2 separate regions of the Drosophila melanogaster genome follow, and region 2 is linked to region 1. Evidence: chromatin contacts called from public targeted proximity ligation data. All regions are on one chromosome and are shown on one strand. The core of a region is the stretch at or near the end of the contact, and the rest is flanking DNA. Distances in the headings are between cores, read along the strand shown. Region 1 overlaps fz (frizzled). Region 2 overlaps bbg (big bang).

What was found.
Region 2: a targeted proximity ligation map of the Kc167 cell line shows a contact between it and region 1, with 3 times the contacts expected there. A contact is called at or near these places in 2 of 107 Hi-C or Micro-C datasets (the Kc167 cell line and the S2 cell line) and 1 of 7 datasets of targeted methods (the Kc167 cell line).

The regions. Positions count from the first base shown.
Region 1 is chr3L:14,345,995-14,349,024 of dm6, reverse strand. All of the region lies in intron 4 of fz (frizzled), which reads right to left. Among named protein-coding and RNA genes, the nearest start is that of CG13482, 18 kb to the right of the region's middle.
Region 2 is chr3L:14,512,323-14,515,230 of dm6, reverse strand. It overlaps bbg (big bang), which reads left to right. Exons shown (of 9, transcript NM_140448.3): 3 at 1,961-2,908. The coding sequence starts at 1,983. Among named protein-coding and RNA genes, the nearest start is that of CG9592, 4.0 kb to the left of the region's middle.

The DNA of each region.
Region 1 (3,030 bases), core at 380-2,879:
AGATGGAAAGATGGCAGCCCTGCAGATAAAGATACTATGTTCTATCACTGAGGGAAATCTGGGTATACATACTGATCTGGTCCATATTACATTCATAAAATGGCGTAATAAAGACGGATTATATTCGAAATTTGATTTTGATTACTGTACAAAAATGGTGTTCACTTTCTGACTTATCCCCGGATGGGTATCTTTGATTTCAGTGCAGTTTGCTAGGGAAAAATGGTTTAGTAGATCGGAACGCAGCAAACAAATGGAGTAAGCCAAGCCTGGGATTGGGCAATTTTTCACACACCAAAAAAAAAAAAAAAAATGAAGAAAACACGAAATCGGGAAAATAAGGAAAGCGGCGAAACTTTGTACGCGCAGCGTTGTACAACGATTTGTTATCTCGGCATTTGTATCTAAGCGTTGCAGTTAACGGTACTCAGACATACTCAGACGCAGCCACGCACCGAGTACAAGTTGTTTTAGCAGTTTTTGCAAGTGCTGCCAAAACATATTGGTGCAGAAAAACACTTTGCCAAAAAGGCAAAACGATGTCATGCACATATTTTTAACTGCAGTCGAAAACTTATCTAAATTTGCAAATCAACAGTGTTTCAAAAAATCCGACAGATGACTTCCCGGCTGTACACTGAACCGGATCTTAAAACGAGATCCTTAGGATGGTCCTGCCATATCATAACCCTACACATGTTTAACATGCACAGTATCAGTGTGAAAGGGAGACAATCAAGGGCCCTCAACTCGCATGCATCTGGCCATTAAAAATGATTTATATGCGGCAGCGCAAAAAATGAATCGTATGCATATATATCCCGTATTCATAAGCCGAGTTTAGTTTGTGCTGCTGCTTTATTGATGTTAATTTATGTATGTTTCACTTGGCTTTCTTGCCACGCATGTCTTTTGAGCTCTCGAGAGCTGCAAAGTTGATTTACAGCTGCAGTTTGGGTTGGGTTGAAGTTGGGATTGGATTCAGATTCGTAATGGGTTGGGTTAGTCCTGGGTCTACGGAGTCTAGAGTCTAGAGTCCACAGTCTAGGTGGGTAGTCGCTTAATTGGTCGCCACCTAGCCACATGTTGCGCCATGTATGCTGTGGAGTTTCGATTTCAGTTTTGGCCCGGTAATGCGAAACGCACTTTCGAAACCACAAAAACAAATGCAACAAAATATTTATGATTTATTTGAATAGGCGTCTTAATGGACGGCTTTGTATCGGCAATAAATGGCCTATTGATAAAGTTGTGTGAATTATTTTCCATAATTTGGCTGAACAACGCCATCTAATGTTAATGTTTTTCTGTTCCACTTCCTAATCATGATTTTTTATAGTTCAATTCGACATTTATTGCGTTCAATCACATATGATAAATTACAATGATTGATTCTAAAAATGCCATTCCTTCTAATAAATGGCTTAAAATATGGTCTACATTCTATTCTACATAAATATAAAAATTTAACACAAGCAAATACTATCCACTTGACAGGGCAACATAAATAAAGTTCTGAACCAGTAAGCGATCCCATCAGGCAATTTATGTGTGTCCGAAGCCAATTCAAAATGACTAATGTAGCCAAGATCATTTTAGATCTCTTCGGATCACTAAATTCAGCTCACACACAGAGTGGCCTTTTATTTCATATACACAATCATTTCAGTGGTGCCAGTGCTTATCTTTTATGTAAATTTATGAACCAGTCTGGGGCCACTCAAAAAAGTTGACTGGCAATAATTATGATTTCTTCAAGTGTGCACAAGCAACTAAACATGCAGACCGTATATACGCGTCAATATAGTGTTGCATATATTTTTTGTGGATATATATTTTACACAAGTCATGGCAAGATGTCTATTGACAGCCCAGCCACACAGAGACACTTGACGGGCAGCTCGAGTGGCTTTTTGAGAAACCAGTCTCGAGTGCGTTAGAATACCAGCTCAAGTGGGCAGTGGAGGAGTGGCGAGAATCGGGGGGAATGCCGCAGGAGGGATATGACCAGGGATCAGGAGGAGCTCTGGTCTTGTGCTAAGCCATCGGGAGATATTCCCATTGGCAAGCGCCGTACTTCAGATGCCGTCAGTCCGCAAATGGAACTGAGACTCAAACCGAGACCGAGATTGATATTGCCCAGAAACCGAGGATGATACAAACACTCAAACAAAAATAATGGTAAAAAAGAGAGAGGAATATCAAATAAATGATTAGGCGTCCCAATGTATTCTTGTATATAAATATATGTTTTATGATTGCTTCCTTCTTATTGGAGTTAAGAACCCTTAGCCTTCTCAGCCCAATGCTATCAAATAACTACCAAACTTTTAAAATTGTTCCTGTTTTTCAATCCCAAGTGCTAAACACATTGTATTGTATTTCTTACAGTGAAGTACACACCTAACCGGTGTGTCTTCTTTACAAGAAGATCCTCTCGGGCTCCTAAATAGCTATGATTAAATTTATATAGTTATAGTAGCAGGGCCTGCGGCTGTCCAGCAAAATCAAAGTAAAATTAACTTTATGGCATAATTGTAGGGGAAACAAAGTGAGCTTCTGCGTCCCCAATTGCACTTTAAACTAATTCATAAATCCGACCGGAGTCGAGACCTCAAGAGCAGGCCTAATTGCCACCATTTGTGGTCCCATGTGCCATGTGCGATGTCAAGTGAGTGCCGGCTGAGAGGAACTCGAGTGCAAATCGATGTTGGTAATCTAGCCAGTAAATATATATAAATATTTAGTGCCCTCTGCTGCCAGAGTTTGTGTGTTTATCGTGTCTAATTATGGCAAATTAGCCAGAGTAGTGCCATAAATCAATGCGGGTCTCCTGGGAGGAGAAGCTCTACTCACTCGTTTGGGGACATAGGGGTCAATCAACGGATAACTCATAAAATTTACATACCTGAAATGAAAAGAATTTAGAGAACATGGAGTTAGAGATTGCACAAACAAATGGCTTTTAAGTTTTTAAATATTATTGGGTAAACATTAATGTTTGATTACGAGTGTGTTCATTAAATGTTC
Region 2 (2,908 bases), core at 146-2,645, 170 kb before region 1:
GAAAATAACTTTTCAACAAAGATTACTATAGAAAAATCAATAAAAGGGATTTATCAAATACTCCAAGTGCTTAAGGCAAGCTTGCTAAATGTTCTTGATACCAATTTTGAAGAGTTAAACGAAACCAATTTAATGCATTTTCTTAGTCATTTTCCTTCAGGGCATTCTTTTTTCTACACCCGGAAGCCTAAGGCTTTCCACTTATGTTGGTTTTGTTTATTTCGGACTTCTGCGCCCATCCTTACTTATCTGTTTTGTTTTTTTTTTTACTTTTTTTTCGTGGCTATAACTGTTGTTTTGGCCGGTGCCCGGTAATTACCAATGTCGGGAGCAGGAACGAGAAATGGACCGCGATGGCAAACGAGTCAAGTCAGTTCCCCCGCGTCAACGAACATCACAAATTTGAAATCAGTTTCATTATATAAATTGTTACCTTTAGACGATGTGGCAGACAGTTTGGGCCGGAGGTTTGGAGCCCTCATTGAGCCAGTTTTTGCTTTAAGCTGTGAAATATATTTTTCTTTTCTCTTTTTCTTTCGCATTCCTCTTTCAACTGAAAATTGCACACAATTTGTGCTGCATAATGTCAAAGTTGGTTTGGCTTTGGTGCGAAACGAATTTGATTGGGCATCCGTTGGATAGAAGTGGCTCAGAGTAACGCACTTGACTTCAATTAGACAGCGAGCACTTACCAATTGCCCGGTTTTTCCCGTCACCCGACATCCTCGGTCCTTCATGTACTGGTCAAACAGCTTCCTCCTCGAAAATGGCAAACTGTGTCAGTCAGCAGCGACTTTGACTGGCATTCGTCTGGCGTCCCATCGCAGTTCCTCGGTTCCTGATTTTTCCACTCCCATCTCAACTTTCCTTAGCTCAGCCCCATTTGGTCATTTTGTTTGCTCATCCACTAAGGAAAAAAGTATCGTAGAATGTTAGAAGAGCGAATGTTTAAATGATAGTTGTTGTAAAGATAGTTAGAATTCAGAAAAGGTATTAAATTAAATATTAAGTAAAATATCTACCTGAAAATATGTGTCGATCTAAGCGACGGTAACTAAAATAATAATATTGCTTGGTTAACCTAATCCCAAGAAATAATGTTTACTCGAGGGAAATTTTATAGCTCCAGTATTATTCTGTGTGCATGTCTATGGTCAGCGACTGTCAGTCAGCCGCCAGTGTCCATCCAGCCGGCATATCCCCACCCAGATTCTGCTCTTTTGTTTGCTCTTCTGGCCCCGGGGGCTCCCTAACTGTTTGTGCTATCCCGGGTGTTGACTGACAGGTGCCGCCGGAGAATTTTGGCGCTACAAAGTGCATAAATAAAAATTTTTCCAACTCTGTTGACAGTGGAACATGGCAGAGAAAGAAAAACGTCGAAAGAAATGGTATGAAACCGGGGCCCAAGACCCATTAGTTAGATGAGTGAGTAAAGGAAGAATAATGGTATAAAGGCACTTTAAAATGTTGATTAAAGTTTATTCTCTGGATTGTTAAAGTTCCCTTTCTTAAAATTTAAGTTAAGACCGACAAGGTTTGCTATTAGTTTTAAGTAATTGAAAAGATTATTATGCGTTATATTATTAAATAAATAAATAGTTTAATTTAAAAATCGTCCTACGAAACGTTGCTTGTAATATACATACACAAATCTTCTACATGCATTTTACATTTACAACTTTGTAAGTATTAGTCTACATGTAGATGTCGTGATTATCCATATTATTATCTACGATCATTTTGTTTGGTTTGAAGCCATGATTACTCCAACATATTCAACAACGAATTTTATGAAAAGCTTTAGCTAAGATCAAAACCAAAGTATCTCACTAAGCAAGATCAACAACCCACAATTTGTGTTAAATTTTTACAAATAATGTTATTTGTATAAACATTCTTGATTATTGACTAAACATAAAATTATATATGTTTAAAACATTTTCTTCTTCTTCTGCTACAGGCTCTAACTTAATACTGCTAAAATGGCCTCCACACCAAAAGCGAATGGCACGACAGCGAAGACGGCAACCATAAATGATGACTACATAACGGTCGTGGAAGTGGATGATCCGACGTCGAACCCGAAGGATCGCCTTAAGAAGCTAGTCAAGCGTCAAAGCTCTGTGGCGGAGGACTCCTCGTTCATCACAGTGCTGACGATTAACGAGATGGAGTTGCTTCAACAGCGAAAAAAGGAGGAGGATGTTGGTAGTGGCTCAAGCCCTACGATGGAGGAGCAAATAGAGAATGTCACAGTGTTCAGATTACCGGGAGAACGTCTCGGTTTTGGCCTAAAGTTTCAAGGAGGCACGAGGAGCACAGAGCTCGTCCAAAAACTGTACATACAATCCTGTGCTGCAGACAGTCCTGCCTCCAAAGTGTCCACCAGCTGGGGTAATCTACGAGAGGGTGATGAGATCGTCAGTATCGATGGTCGTGATGTCCGGGAATTGACTCGAATCGATTGCGTTCGCGGCCTCAAAGACAATGTGGCCATTAAGCTGGTGGTGCGAAATGGTCACGGACAGAAGCCTCCCAGCGAAGAGGACCCACAGCAGCAGGAACACCTTTCGATCACACTGAATGCCCAACCACCGCCTCCGCCACCAGTGCCGCCAAGAAAGTTGGTGAGACGGCAAAACTCCAAAGAGAACCAGGCTCAGTTGCTCATTGAGAAGCCATTGACGCCACCACCGGATGCGGAGTACTACCTGAATCTTTTAACCGAATCCATTAAGGCGGGCTCAGAGTCGGATGATACCGCCAGCACAATTTCCACTGTTATCGACAAGTTTTCCGTGGGCTCCAATTACTCCTCGGACAGTAGTCTCAATGGCCACGAGCTGGCCAAGGTTTTGCAACCTTTTACCCTTCTCGAGCAGGAGTTTCTGCCTTTGGAGCAGCCGCT